Regions from separate parts of the Oryctolagus cuniculus genome. Here all the other regions are linked to region 3. Evidence: chromatin contacts called from public Hi-C and Micro-C data. All regions are on one chromosome and are shown on one strand. Each heading gives the region's core, a stretch centred on a gene start, on an enhancer-like site or on the middle of the called end of the contact. The rest is flanking DNA. Distances are from core to core; before and after follow the strand shown.

Region 1 (4,570 bases), core at 1,732-4,231, 310 kb after region 3:
GGTTTACCCCCCAAATGGCTACAACAGCTGGAGCTGAGCTGATCTGAAGCCAGGAGCTTCTTTCGGGTTGCCCACGTGGGTGCAGGGGCCCAAGCACTTGGGGCATTCTCAGCTGCTTTCTCAGGCACATTAACAGGGAGCTGGATCGGAAGTGGAGCAGCCAGGACTGGAACCAGCACCCGTGTGAGATGCCAGCGCTGCAGGCCAGGGCTTTACTCCTCTGCACCACAGCACCAGCCCTTTCCTATTCATTTTAAAAATTAAATTTTATTTGAAAGGCAGAGAAAGAGCTATTCTATCTACTGGTTCTCTCTCCAAATGCCCTTATCAGCCAGGGCTGGGCCAGGCTGAAGTCAGAAGTCTGGAAAACAGGTGGCAGAGACTCAAGGGCTTGAGCCATCACCTGCTGCACCCAGGGTGTGTGTTAGCAGATAGACAGAATCAGAAGTGGAACCAGGACTCAAACCCAAGCACCACAAAATAGGATGTGGTAACCCAAGTGCAGCTTAACCACTGCCTCAAACACTCACCCATCATTCTTCTTTTTTGAAGATTTATTTATTTGAATGGGAGGGAGGGAGGGAGGGAGAGAGAAGGAGGGAGGGGGAGAGAAGGAGGGAGGGGGAGAGAGGAAGAGGAAGAAAGAGAGAGAGAGAGAGAGAGAGAGAGAGAGGGAGAGAGAGAGAGAGAGAGAATGATCTTCTATCTGCTGGTTCGCTCCCCAAATGGCTGCAACAGCTGGAGCTAGGCTGATCCAAAGCCAGGATCCAGGAGCTTCTTCCCAGTCTCCCATGTGTCACCCATAATTTTTGCTTTTTTTTTTTTAAAACCTTAGGGTTTTTTTTAAAGATTTATTTTATTTCTTTGAAAGACAGAGTTACAGAGAGAGAGGTAGAGACAGAGAGAGAGGTCTTCCATCTACTGGTTCACTCCTCAGATGGTCGCAACCGCAGGAGCTGCGCTGATCCGAAGCCAGGAGCCAGGAGCTTCTTCTGGGTCTCCCACCCAGGTGCAGGGGCCCAAGGACCTGGCCATTCTCCACTGCTTTCCCAGGCCATAGCAGAGAGCTGAATCAGAAGAGGAGCAGTCGGGACTAGAATCGGTGCCCAAATGGGATGCCGACACTTCAGGCCAGGGCATTAACCCGCTGTGCCACAGCGCCAGCCCCCACCCATCATTTTTGAATTCTGGCCATACTAACTGCTCTATGCAAATTTTTCTCTTATTAAATTACATTTATTATACAAGTTCCTAGGAATAACAGAAATTTCAGCATGCATTAATTACCTTGTCCCGAAGGGTTTGCTGCCATCTTCGTATTTCCTGTTCAATTATATTCCGTGGCAATCAATCAGCACTTTACAATCACCTATTAAAAAATACATGTATACAAATATAAAATGCACCATGCTCTAATGACAAATTAAAAGTTGTCAAGAACAGCTAGCTGATCTATTTGCTGTTTCTTAATCTCTCCAGAAAGACACTTCTGAAATGCACAGACTTAAATTAAAATTTAAACTCTGGGACCCATGTTGTGGTGCAGCAGGTTAAGCCACAGCCTGGGAGACCAGCATCTCATGAACAGAGTTCAAGTCCGAGCTGTTCCACTTCTGATGTAGCTCCCTGCTAATGTGCCTGGTCCTTGAGCCCCTGCCACCCATGTAGGAGACCCAGATGCAGTTCCAGGCTCCTGGCTTCAGTCTGGGGCAGCCTTGGCCATTTGGGGAGTGAACCGGCTAAGGGAAGTTATCTCTCTCTGTAACTCTGCCTTTCAAACAAATTAATAAATCTTAAACAAACAAAACTGTGTAAGCCTTAAGCCTCTAATTAAGTAGAACATTCATGGTTTATTCTCAAAAGATGTGAATGCCAACACTTAACAGCACTCTATCTTCAATATAATACAGTAGTAGGTTGTGTTTACCGAATACACCAACCAGTTGATGGTGTCCATACCATCACAGTGCTGGGAAGAAAAACCAGCCACCTACGGTACCCTCCATGCATTCAAGACATGTCCAGCAACTAGCACTGAGTTCGAGGGGCTCAACACTGATCAAGACCTACTCTGTACCAGGCGCTGTGTAAGATGCTTGATATTAGTCCTTTAATTTATCACCGCTGTGCAGTCTAGGAGCCTCCGTCCAGCGGGTCACTAAGAGGTAAGAATACATCGGGCTGCTGGTTTACAAGCCTCGTGCTTTTGTCTGAGCCCCGGAAAGATCCCAAGATGAGCAAGGAACGCACAACACAGTAGGAACGCCTAAGACTCATTCAAACAACCGCAGTAAAACAGCTGGACAAACGCCCTTCGCACCGCGGGGACGGTGCCCCGCAGGTAGAGAGACCGCAGTGGTGACCCACGCTTCCTGAGAGCCGGAGAAAGGAACAAGGGCCTGAAGACAGACGCCGGTTGCTAACAAGCGACCCGCTAGGCGTCTCCAGGGGCTGGACCACAGGTAGAGCGAAGCCGGCGAGGCGTGGAGGACCACAGGGCCGTCTCAGCATTTGGCACGCTAAGCAGGGAGAGAACGGGGCTGGACCGGCATTTCTGAAGGGTCTCTGCCCACGGACGCGGTGGGCAGGCTGGGCGAGACCAAGGAAGCGGCGGACGCAAGAAACGTTTGGAGCAAGGTCGGCGGGGAGGCCGATGCCCTGTAGCAACCCACACGGCTGCTGGCGGGGCCGCACGCCTGGCCCCACTGGGGATCCTACTTACCCAGGACGCGAGCGCAGCCAGGCGGGCCTGGCAGTCCGACCTCGGCTGTTAAGGGGGCGCGACCACTTAAGACAAACGCCGCCCAACGTGCCGCACTACAACCTTCCCGCCCCCGCCGCGCTTCCGCCTCCTGACTGACGTGCACCCCAGGGAGCGGAAGTCCCGCCTCCCGCCTGGACCCTACGGTCGCCGTCACAGCGATCGGCGTTTTAATGGTCGCCTCGGTGCAGACGAAGCTCCTTGTCCGAAGAGTGACAGCCGAAGAGACTCATGGGAGATGCCGGCCGTACTGTTGGGAGCGGGACCCGCATGGGGGCGGGACCCAGGGCGGGGTTGCGAGTCGGGGGGCGGGGCTACCAGGCAAGGTGGGTCCCTAGCACCCGGGTCAGGGGCTCCGGAGAGAGAAAAGGCACCCCACGTGCCGCATCTCGCCGCCGACGGTGCGCATCCACCTCGGCTGGGCTTCCCAGGGTGAGTCTTCAGAGACTGAACTCACAATCCAGCTTTGACAACCACCTCGGATTGCGCGTCCACACATACCCACAAATCGTGGATATTTTTCGTAATTATACCTTAGAGAAGTTTTTATTGGTGTATAATAACCTACACTTCAAAAATGGGAGTGCCGCAAGTTAAAAAAAAAAAAAAACACCAAGACATTACTTGTGGTGTCACCCGATGCCAGATTCCAACACAATTGCCTTATATTAATTTTATTTATTTTCATGCATTTGAAAGGCCGAGAGACAGAGGGAAATTGTCTGTCTTTCACTCCCCAGAGCCCACAACAGCTGGGGCTGAGCCAGGTCAGAGTAGGGGAACTGGATCCCACCATCTCCCATGCGATTGGCAGGGACATATGTACTTGAGCATCATCCGGGTATGCAGTAACAGAAAACTGGAATTGGAAACAGAGCCAAGACTTGGACCCAGGCACTTCTATATGGGATGTGGGCATCCCAAGAAGCATCTTAACAGCTGCCCTTACACATTTCCTTTAAAAGGGAACCATAGATTGATGTGTGTCACCTATTCTGTGGTCCCTAGTACACATCTTTGCTAGATTTCAACTTTTTTTTTTTTTTGGACAGGCAGAGTGGACAGTGAGAGAGAGACAGACAGTGAGAAAGGTTTTCCTTTGCCGTTGGTTCACCCTCCAATGGCCGCCACAGCCAGCGCACTGCGGCCGGTGCACCGCGCTGATCCGATGGCAGGAGCCAGGCGCCTCTCCTGGTCTCCCATGGGGTGCAGGGCCCAAGCACTTGGGCCATCCTCCACTGCACTCCCTGGCCACAGCAGAAAGCTGGCCTGGAAGAGGGGCAACCGGGACAGAATCCAGCGCCCCAACTGGGACTAGAACCCGGTGTGCCGGCGCCGCAAGGCGGAGGATTAGCCTAGTGAGCCGCGGCACCGGCCGAACATTTGCTTTTAATAATTGATGTTTGCTCAAGTGTAAATGTTTATGCTGCACAATTTAATTGTGCATGGACCCATGACTGAAATAATAATTTGAACATCACACATTTATTTCCTCCATATTAAGCAGTGATTGAGTGCTTTCTACATGCCAAGTGATCAGCTTGGGTCCTGCCATTCCCTGATTTGTATGTGGGAGACTTGGAACTGTTGAGTCCCTTGCTGTATGTCAAGCAGTGAGCTGAGAGCCAAAGGACACAGCTCTGCCAGGTGCTAAGGCCCAAGTTCTTAACGTCTCACACCGTGTTCTGCTCTGGAGGGAGGGATTCCTCTGGGATCAGCTCTTGCTGACTACTTCAATCCAGGTCTGAAGCATAATGTATGAACACTTGGTGGGAGGCCAGGATCTCTTTTCAGCTAAGAGGCCTTGGC
Region 2 (4,798 bases), core at 1,146-3,645, 480 kb before region 3:
CCTCAAAAATCCTCTGCCCTACCCCTATCCATCCCTCTCTCCCTCCTACCCTTTGGCAACCACTGATCATTTTACTGTCTTTATACTTTTGCCTTTTCCAGAGTGTCACATGGCTGAAATTATATTTAGACTTTACAAGTGGGCTTCTTCTAGAGGTCTCATCTAACAAGATATTTTTCTTGGACACAACCCAAATCACAAATCTCAATTATTCTAAATAAGATGCATGTGTGTACACATGGATATATATGATGCATCATTATTTTATATTCAACTAAGAATAAAACATCTGCCAACTAATTATAAGTAGCCATTGATTATTAGATGTATTACTGTTTCAGAAATGTTAAAATGTGTTCAAGTGTTTGTCAAAAGTATGTCTTAGAAGAGGATTTGTTTGTTTGTTTTTTACCTATGTAAGCCACAGTTTAAAAAAAAGATTTGTGTATTTGAAAGGCAGAGTAACAGAAAAGAGAGACAGAGAGATTCTACCTGCTGATTCACTCCCCAAATGGCCACTATGGCCTGATCCAGCCAGGAGCCAGGACTGGTCTCCCACAGGAGTGCCAGAGATCTGACCAAGTACTTCAACTATCACCTGCTGTCTCCGGGGTGGGCATCACCAGGAAGCTGGAATTGGAAAACTCAAACCAAGGCACCTCAATACTGGATGCAGGATCCCAAGTGGTGTCTTCATTGCTGTGCCAAACGCCTGCCCAGGAAGTCTTTACCACTGACTTGGGTAGAACGAAAGCTATGTGGGGCCGGCACTGTGGCGTAGCAGGTAAAACTGCCGCCTGCAGTGCCCACATCCCATATGGGCGCCTGTTCAAGTCTTGGCTGCTCCACTTCTGATCCAGCTCTGCTATGACCTGGGAAAGCAGTAGAATATGGCCCAAGTCTTTGGGCCCCTGAACCCATGTGGGAGACCCAGAAGTAGATAAAGACCTCCCCCCCCCCCCCGCCTGTGTCTCACTGTAATTCTGCCTTTCAAATAAATAAATAAACCTTAAAAAAGCTATTAAACATCCGAAACTGATTCTCAATGTAGAAACTATTTTTCTAAATTGTAGTTTATCATTTAATTGTGGACTGAGATAGCTCATTCAATCATCATTATCTATAAGAAATAGCAATAAGAAACCACTTCTTTTCGAAATTGGACACAATTCTGAAATCTGCCAAGATAGGTCATGGAGTGTTTAAAAGGAAATAACTTGAAATAATAAACATTGTTTAAACAAAACCACCGAGAAACAGTATAAACTCATCTGGGCTAAAGAAACAAAATCTCCCTCGATGGGCATTTTAAAAATAAACACTGGTTACCTTACTGTCCAGGGACTCTTTCCATTTTAGAGCAGTGACCATCAACCTGGACAATTACATTTTTCTAATAGTTAGCTAGCCACATTTTAAGTTTTTTGAAACGTGAAACTCATTTTTAACCTAATATATCCAAAATGTATCGTTTCAGCGTGTGCGTCATCAAGATACCACGCATTAACGAGATGGCCTTGAACCTTGGGGGCGAATTAACACAGCACAACTCAGTCTGAATTTGCTACACGCTAGGGGCTCGCGTGGCCCCATGTGGCTACCGTTTTGGCCAGCACGGTCTTAGAGGGCCTGATTATCATTTGATTCTTCACATCCTGAACTTGGGAATTCCATTTATAATACACACCGTCTCTAAAACGCTCAGAGCTCTGTGAGGCACCTGGAGCTTATTTTGCTCTTGGGTCCGTTTCGATCCAAGATCCCACAGCATTCAGAGCAGCGAGGACGGAAGGCAAAGGGAAACCCTGGCGCGAAGGAACGAGGGCTGGTAGCCATGCCCGATCAGGAGGCTGCAGACGCAGCGAGCCCAGCTCGGGAGGCTGCCCGGAGCCCCGTGCCTTTTTCTGGGGGCGCCCGGGAGCTGCAGAGCCACAGATACAGCGACAGCAGCCTCCGACTAGACACCAGGTGCCGAGCCGCAGCCGCAGCCGAGGGACCTGGCCAGGGCTGCAGCGTTGCCGGTCTCGGCGCCTCCGCCCGGGACTGCCGGGTGCACAGCAGCGAAAACCCGAGCGGGTGCAAGGCCCGTCTGCGCCCCACCAGGGAAGCCGCCCAGGGGCGCACTCGCGCCGGCGACGCTGCGGGCGCGCGGGCGGCGCGGTGGGCGGGCAGGAGCGGGCGCACCGCCCCCGGGGGGCGGGCGCCGCGGGTCCAGAGGGCGGAGGCGGGGCGGGGCGCGCCGGGGAGTCGGGGCGCGGGCCGCCGGTTTCCATTAGTGCGCGGACCTGCGGCGGCGAAGCAGAGCGGCTGAGCTACGCGGCCCGGAGCCCGGCGGGGAGGCGGCGGGGCGACAGCAGGTCGTAGGGACCGACCCGCGGCCGCCGGCGTCGGGAGAGGCGAGCCCGGGTGCTGGGCAGCGGCTGCCCTGACCACAGAGCGCGGCCCCGCAGCGCCCGCAGCCGCGAGCGCGCCGAAGGCAGCGCGCGGGCAAGTGCGCGCGGACGGGGGCGCGCAGGCCCTGCCCGCCCCTTCCGTCCCCACCCCCCTCCTCCCCTTCCTCTCCCCCACCTTCCTCTCGCCTCCCTGCGCCCCCGCATCGGGCGCCCACCCAGTCCTCCTCCGGCGCGAGCGCGGGCGGCGGCGGTAGCGGCCGGAGCGGGCCGGGCCCGGCCGGCGGGCCGGGGGATGGCGCTGCTGGACCTGGCCCTGGAGGGAATGGCCGTCTTCGGATTCGTCCTGTTCTTGGTGCTGTGGCTGATGCATTTCATGGCCATCATCTACACGTGAGTGAGAGGCAGCCGGAGCAGCTCGTGGCGGGGTCCGGCCGGGTGGACAGGCGAGGGCGGGAGGCTTTTTGCGCTTTGGAGGGCACTGGAGTTGGGTGGGGGTGGAGACAGCGGATGCCCAGGCTGATCCCCCCCATCCGCTCTCCCCTTGGCCCGGTTGAGCGGGGGTCCTTGTAGGGGGAGGGGTGGGAGAGGATCGTGTTGGGCTGCTGGGTTGCAGGCGGCTGCAAAGCCAGAGCAGAGGAGGCTGCTCTTACGTGTCAGGCGGAAGGCTGCTGGCTGGGTCTGATTGTGTGGGGATCCGTGTGATGTTTCATCTGGGCCAAGACGTATGGTGGATTGTTTTCTCTCTCGACCTGGGCTACGTCCCTGTTACGATGGTGATCGTTCCCGCTCTTCTGGTAGCCGCTGCCCGCGTCCTGGAGACCCCCCTGTGGATTCTCTGCTTCCTAGGAGAGCTCTCTGTTCTCAGAAAGGTGTGAAGCACCTGTCTACCTCAAAAAAAAAAAAAAAAAAAAAAAAATGTCCACCAGACCTCCGAGCTGGCGCTGTAGCTCTGTTGTCCCGGGTTCTACAATGCAGTTTGATTTTCTCTCCTATTTTCGATTCCTCATCAGTGGGTCTGTTTAGATCTGTACCCTCCGTCCTGCTGCCTAGGTCTCTTCAGCCTTCATGTAACACATAGTTCTTGAGGCCTACAGATCCCATTCACCGTCTTGGGGCTGGGGACACAACAGAGAGCAGGACAGAATTCCTGTTCTCGTGGCGCTTCCATTGAAAAGGAGGAGGCAGATCACCCAAGTCCAGATAGTGATAAAAAAAAAAAAAAAAACTGAATAAAAAAGAACAGCATGAGGGGGATGAATAGAGACTTGAGGCGTGCGACTAGTTTTGCTGTTTCAAGAGTTAAGCTGTGTTTAAAATGAAATCTATGTCAATGAATGAAAGAATTGCGTAGAGCACATAGTAAGGATGCACATAGCTTTTTAGCCTGCAAAAGAAAAAAAAATCTTTATCACCAGCTAGAATGGGGTATATGTTAGTTGAAGAGAAGGAGGGTTTTAAGAAATTTATTACTTTTAGCTTTTCCTAAGTACAGAGAAGGTGTGCCTTTCCTTTCCTGGAATGCATGGTGTTAGTATTGGGCGGCATTTCTGGGGCCTGGAGAAAGATCCGCTGCTTGTGCAGATGCATTGGTGTATCTTTGGAGGTGAGGGAAGCCTCTTGGATATTGTTGGTCTTCATTTTTGGAGTTTGTGAGCTGTAGTCACTGAAGACATTGTGCAGTTCATTTTTTTTTTTTTTTTTTTTTTTTGACAGGCAGAGTGGATAGCGAGAGAGAGAGAGACAGAGAGAAAGGTCTTCCTTTGCCGTTGGTTCACCCTCCAATGGCCGCCATGGCCGGCGCACCGCACTGATCCAAAGGCAGGAGCCAGGTGCTTCTCCTGGTCTCCCATGGGGTGCAGGGCCCAAGCACTTGGGCCATCCTCCACTGCACTCCCGGGCCACAGCAGAGAGCTGGCCTGGAAGAGGGGCAACCGGGAAAGAATCCGGCACCCCGACCGGGACTAGAACCCGGTGTGCCGGCGCCGCTAGATGGAGGATTAGCCTATTGAGCCACTGCGCTGGCCGTGCAGTTCATCTTTAATGTGTGAGTTCTTTAAAAACAATGTTGTTACTTTTTCAGTGATAACAATTTAAAAATAATTTCTATGTAAGGATTCAGACCACACAGAGAAGAATGAAGAAATTTAAAACATACATCAAAACTATCATTCCAATTACTTTCTCTCTCTCTCTCTCTCTCTCTCTGCACGTGTGACTGAGAGAGACAGAGCGGCAGGGAGAGGAACAGAGAGAAGGGAGTCATATGGTTATTATTTGTAACCTGCTCTCAAAATTCATCCATTTACAAAATGCTTACTGAGAAGCCAAATTGTCTGAGGCACTGTTCTAGGTGCTGGAAATGAGTGAAGACACACCAGGCCCCAGTTGCCATGGAGCTGCCTTGT
Region 3 (4,549 bases), core at 1,134-3,633:
CCGTACACTTCTAAATGTCTTGTGTGCCTCCATTTATTCCCAAGCTAGTCTTTATGCTGCAGCCAGTAGCTTCCTTCCTAAATTGTTCTTTCTAAGCCAAGATAATTCATCTTCTAAATGCAGCTTTGGGAGCTAGCACTAAGGTGTAGCAGATTAAGCCACTGCCTGAGATGCCAGCATCCCATATAGGTGCAGGATTGAGTCCTGGCTTCTTGGTTTCCAATTCAACTCCCTGCTAATGGCCTGGGAAAAGCTGCCAAAGATGGCTCAAGTGCTTGGGTCTCTGCCACCTACATGGGAGACTTAGATGAAGCTCCTGGCTTCTGGCTTTGACCTGATCCAGCCCTGGCAGTTGCCTTCTGGGGAGTGAATCAGTAGATGGAAGATCCTCCCTCTCTGTCTCTTCCTCTCTCTCTGTAACTCTGGCTTTAATAAATACATCTTTTTTTTTTTTTTTTAATGGAGTTTTAACTATGTCCACAGGTCCTCTCCTTCCTCCCCCTCCTCCTACCTCTGGTATTAATCTAATGCTAGATTAATCAGGCCAATTGGGTAGGTCATGGTTATCTCCAGATCACATTTTAATACTACTCAATATGTCACATAAAATGGATTTAACTTAAACTTGCTTAGTAAAACTACCTCTAATAACTTAGGAATAAATTTGCCTTCTACAAAAACCATCTAAATGTATAAAAATAGTGTTAGTACAGGTGTATAGGTTCACAAAAATAGAAACTTAGCTGAGGTTTTTTGTTTTGTTTTGCCTTAGCTGAGTTCTCTTTTTTTTTTATAACAAATGGATATACAAGTACACAATTCAACCAAAAAGAATCTAACAGACGATGAGTATCAGAGCTCTCAAAGGGGAGAGAACATTTTAGATTTCACTCGCTGTATCTGACAGATTTATACACATATCAGCAAAAGCACCCAAGACTGAGTGGAAAGCATTTACCATCTAACAGCCCCTATGACACTCTGGCCAAATCAGTTACTATTTGCAAGGCTCTAAAGAACTCACTGGCTGCTCGCCCTACCTCCAGAGTCGGCACAGAGACCTCGTCCTTTTTATCTTCCTCACCTGCGTCACTGGTACCTACTAAAGAAATTCCTCCGTAGCCGCCAAGGACCATATCACGCATCACAAGTCAGAATGCCTAGGGGCTTGGCAGGTAATACAGACTCAGCCAGGACCGGCCCATCCCCTCTCCTGGTGCGTTTCCTCGACAATCTGCCCAGCATCCGGACGCACGCGACTTTGTCACGTCTCCCTTCAAGCATGCCACTGCGTTCGGTTCAGTAGGGTCGCTGGGTCACGTCCGAGGTACACTCCCGAAAGCAGAACGGAATCGTAGAGTTGCCCTCACTCCATCAGTCATTTCTGGAGGAAAAATGTCCCTCTCCAAATCTGGCTTTCGTTGCAGACCTTTCGACCGAGAAGAGAAAAACACGGATTTATTATGCACTCTTCAGCGCGACGTTTGCAGGGGGAGCTGTGGTCCAGCGGCCGCCTGCACCTCACAGGCTGTCTACGGACGCTGGGGACCTGGCGTGTTATATACTAATGTTAGCCGTCGCAGAACACACCGGACACCGGAGTAAGGGAAAAAGGGCTTATTGGGGAACACCCTACAGACCGGAGTGAGGGGCGGCGAAGGAAAGAAAGAGAAGGAGACTATCAGAGACAGAGACAGAGAGGAGGAGAGGAGACAAGAGAGCACGTGTTCAGGACAGGCCCTTTTAAAACTTTGCCCGAGGGCGGGCAGGGAGGCCGGAGCAGCGAATCCCATTAGGATGGGGGTGGAGCCTGGCTCAGGTAGCTGGGCCATGCGGCCACCTGGCTACAACTGCGCCAGGTGCGGCTGGACAGTGGAAACGCGACGCTGACCGGAAGTCCACTTTCTGTCGAGGCCAAGCGTGCGCTGCGCGGGACCTCTGAACGAGCGCCTGCAGCCGGACGGAGGGAGGGGGCCGGGGCCCAAGTCCCCGGGTCAGGGCCTGTCACGGAGGTGCCAGTCCCCGCGGCTCAGGGGCCACAGTGAACTACCCGAACGGTCATCCTCCCAGCCCGCAGCTGGCTCTACCCACACAGCGACACAAGCGGGCACCGCCAGAGCCCGGGCTAGGCTCACGTTAGCGAATGACGCTCTCGGTACGCTAGAGGCCGCCGGGAGACCGATTGTCACCGTCGGGACCCGTGCCGGGGGCGGGGCGGGGCGGAGGCGCGCCTCAAGGCGCCTGCGCAGACAGCCGGCTCCCTGGGCCCCGACTGCGAGGGGGGCAGAAACAAACGCCGAGCGCCGGCGAGGTCCACTGTGTGCGCAGGCGCACGCAGTCACCCCCGGCTTCTGAGGAGCGCCCATTTCCGGGCCCGCCTCCGGGCGAGGCCTCGGGGGAGGCGGGTCCCAGGGGCGGGGCTAAATGCGAAAGGGGGTCCACCTTGCATTCTCAGCTCGCCGCCGCCGCCGCCGCCGCCACCGCGTCCTGTGAACGGCGAAAGTCATGTTGCCCAACACGGGGTAAGGGAATGGGGGCGTTTCGGGGAGACACTTGGCCGGGCGGAGTGGGTCGCGGCAGCTGAAGGGTCAGTAAAGCTTGCCCTGCGGGCCGCTCTCGGACTGCGGTCCACGCTGCGTCCCCACACAGTGCAACAGCGCGTGTAAAGGAACCCGAAGTTGTGTGTTCCCGAGTGGCAGCGGCGTGAAAGTCCCTCCCGCCGGCAAGGGTCGGCAGGGGCTTCCCCCGCCGCCCCCAGGGCCGGCCCGGCCTGGCCGCGCGAGTTCTGGGTGAAAGGTCACCGGAGCTGGTGACCTCAGCTCTGCGGCGGTTCTGAGCGCTCGGATTCTAGAATGAGAAGGTAACGGAGTGCTTCAGGGGAGATCTTTAAATCAGCAACACAGTAAACCAGCCTTCAAATATGAGTACGTTTTTGGGAAAGAAATGTTCTTTTCCACTTTAAAATATACGTATCATAAAGTTCGCCATCTGAGCTGTTTTTAAGCTGAGTGGTGTTAAGTGTAATTCAACATTGTTGTGCTACCGGTCTCCACAACTTTTTCATCGTGCAAAACCGAGCTTCTGCACGGCCACCGTCCTACTTGCTGTTTGTGTAAAGTTTGGGAACTTTGAGCCAGGTGACGTGTTGTCCTTTCCTTACAGGGTTCAAAAGGGTGTAAGATAAAAAGTGAGTTTTTTTTTTTTTTTTTTAATCTGTTTACTTGAGAGGCGTAGTTACAGAGCGAGGGAGAGACACAGAGGTCTTCCATCCACTGGTTCACTCCCCAGATGGCTGCACCGATCAGGGGGATGAATTGGAAGTGGAGCAGCTGGGACCCAGAACCGCTGCCCATAAGGGAAGCTGGCTCTGCAGGGGACGCTTACTCTCCTGTGCCACGGGGCGGGTCCTCCTTCATCCTTAAAAATCCAGTCCTCCAGTTACTTTCTGATATGTTTCTATTCTGTGCTTTAATAGACATGTTTCCTATACCACCCAGACATGTATCTTAAACAATGTAGCAAATTCCATTCTTGGCCTTGCTGCTTTTACTTCATATACACAGATTTTCAGGATAAGTAGATCTTCCTCCCCTCAACTCCACACCCCCCCCCCCCCATTTTTTCTTTAAAGACAGAGTTACAGAGAGAGAAGGAGTTACAGAGAGAGAAAGAAAGAGATCTTACATCTGCTGGTTCATGCCCCAGATGGTCACAACAGCCAGAGCAAGACCAGGCTGAAGCCAGGAGTGTCTTCTGGGTCTCCCACATGGGTGGCAGGGACCCAAGGACTTGGGCCATCTTCTGCTGCTTTTTCCAGGCACACTAGCAGGGAGCTGGATGAGAAGTGGAGCAGCTGGGATTTGAACCAGTGGTGCCCTTATGGCAATCAGGTGTTGCAGGCTGTGGCTTAACCCACTATGCAGCAACACTGTCCTTATGCAAAACTGTTTTCATTACTGTAGTTTTATAAACCTTTAATATTCTTGGAAGGGCATTTCCTGCCTCATTTGAATGATTTTTGGGTTTTGAATGATTTCCAGGGTTATTCTTGAGTATTCTTTCAAATGAACTTTAGAATAGTTTAACTATTTTTGCAATTATTCTTTTTAAAAATTGCTAAAGATTTCAGATTTTATCACATTTATCTTGATTTTTTTTTTTGAGATGCCAGATAATTTTAGTCTATTGAAGTGTAGGTTAATTGTACATTCATTAAGTTTTAGCTGTCTGATATTAGTGGTCTCGAGCAGTTTGGAATCTTTGTTGGAGGTGCTGTGAATACCTCCATTGTGGTAGTAATGCTTTGGAGCGGAGGAGTTCCTTAGTGGAAAGTCCTGCCCACTCTTGCCTTTCTGCCAAGGCCTGAGACTCTGTAAAGAGGAAAATGCCCTTTGTCCTATTGGGAATCAGTCCAACTAGGGCAAAGGGAGGAGGATTTTTAAAGCAATAGTTGGGTCATTTTCATGAAGCACGTACATTAACAAATTACCTGAGGAGTGCACATTTTGCCTAGTTGTGAAGATTCCACATCCATGTCAGGGAGCCTGGG

What was found. Hi-C and Micro-C count contacts between places; a contact is called where the count stands out from the background.
Region 1: a Micro-C map of ear pinna shows a contact between it and region 3, with 6 times the contacts expected there. The contact joins the promoter of INIP here to the promoter of HSDL2 in region 3. A contact is called at or near these places in 3 of 6 Hi-C or Micro-C datasets (ear pinna, psoas muscle and an unstated tissue).
Region 2: a contact with region 3 is called in a Hi-C map of an unstated tissue, with 3 times the contacts expected there. The contact joins the promoter of UGCG here to the promoter of HSDL2 in region 3. A contact is called at or near these places in 2 of 6 Hi-C or Micro-C datasets (psoas muscle and an unstated tissue).

What each region holds. Positions count from the first base shown.
Region 1 is chr1:216,266,443-216,271,012 of mOryCun1.1, forward strand. INIP (INTS3 and NABP interacting protein) reads right to left here and starts at 2,982. Exons shown (of 5, transcript XM_002707972.5): 1 at 2,723-2,982; 2 at 1,288-1,369. The coding sequence starts at 1,312.
Region 2 is chr1:215,474,372-215,479,169 of mOryCun1.1, forward strand. It overlaps UGCG (UDP-glucose ceramide glucosyltransferase), which reads left to right and starts at 2,396. Exons shown (of 9, transcript XM_070055584.1): 1 at 2,396-2,783. The coding sequence starts at 2,686.
Region 3 is chr1:215,956,579-215,961,127 of mOryCun1.1, forward strand. It overlaps HSDL2 (hydroxysteroid dehydrogenase like 2), which reads left to right and starts at 2,384. Exons shown (of 11, transcript XM_008249545.4): 1 at 2,384-2,522. The coding sequence starts at 2,506.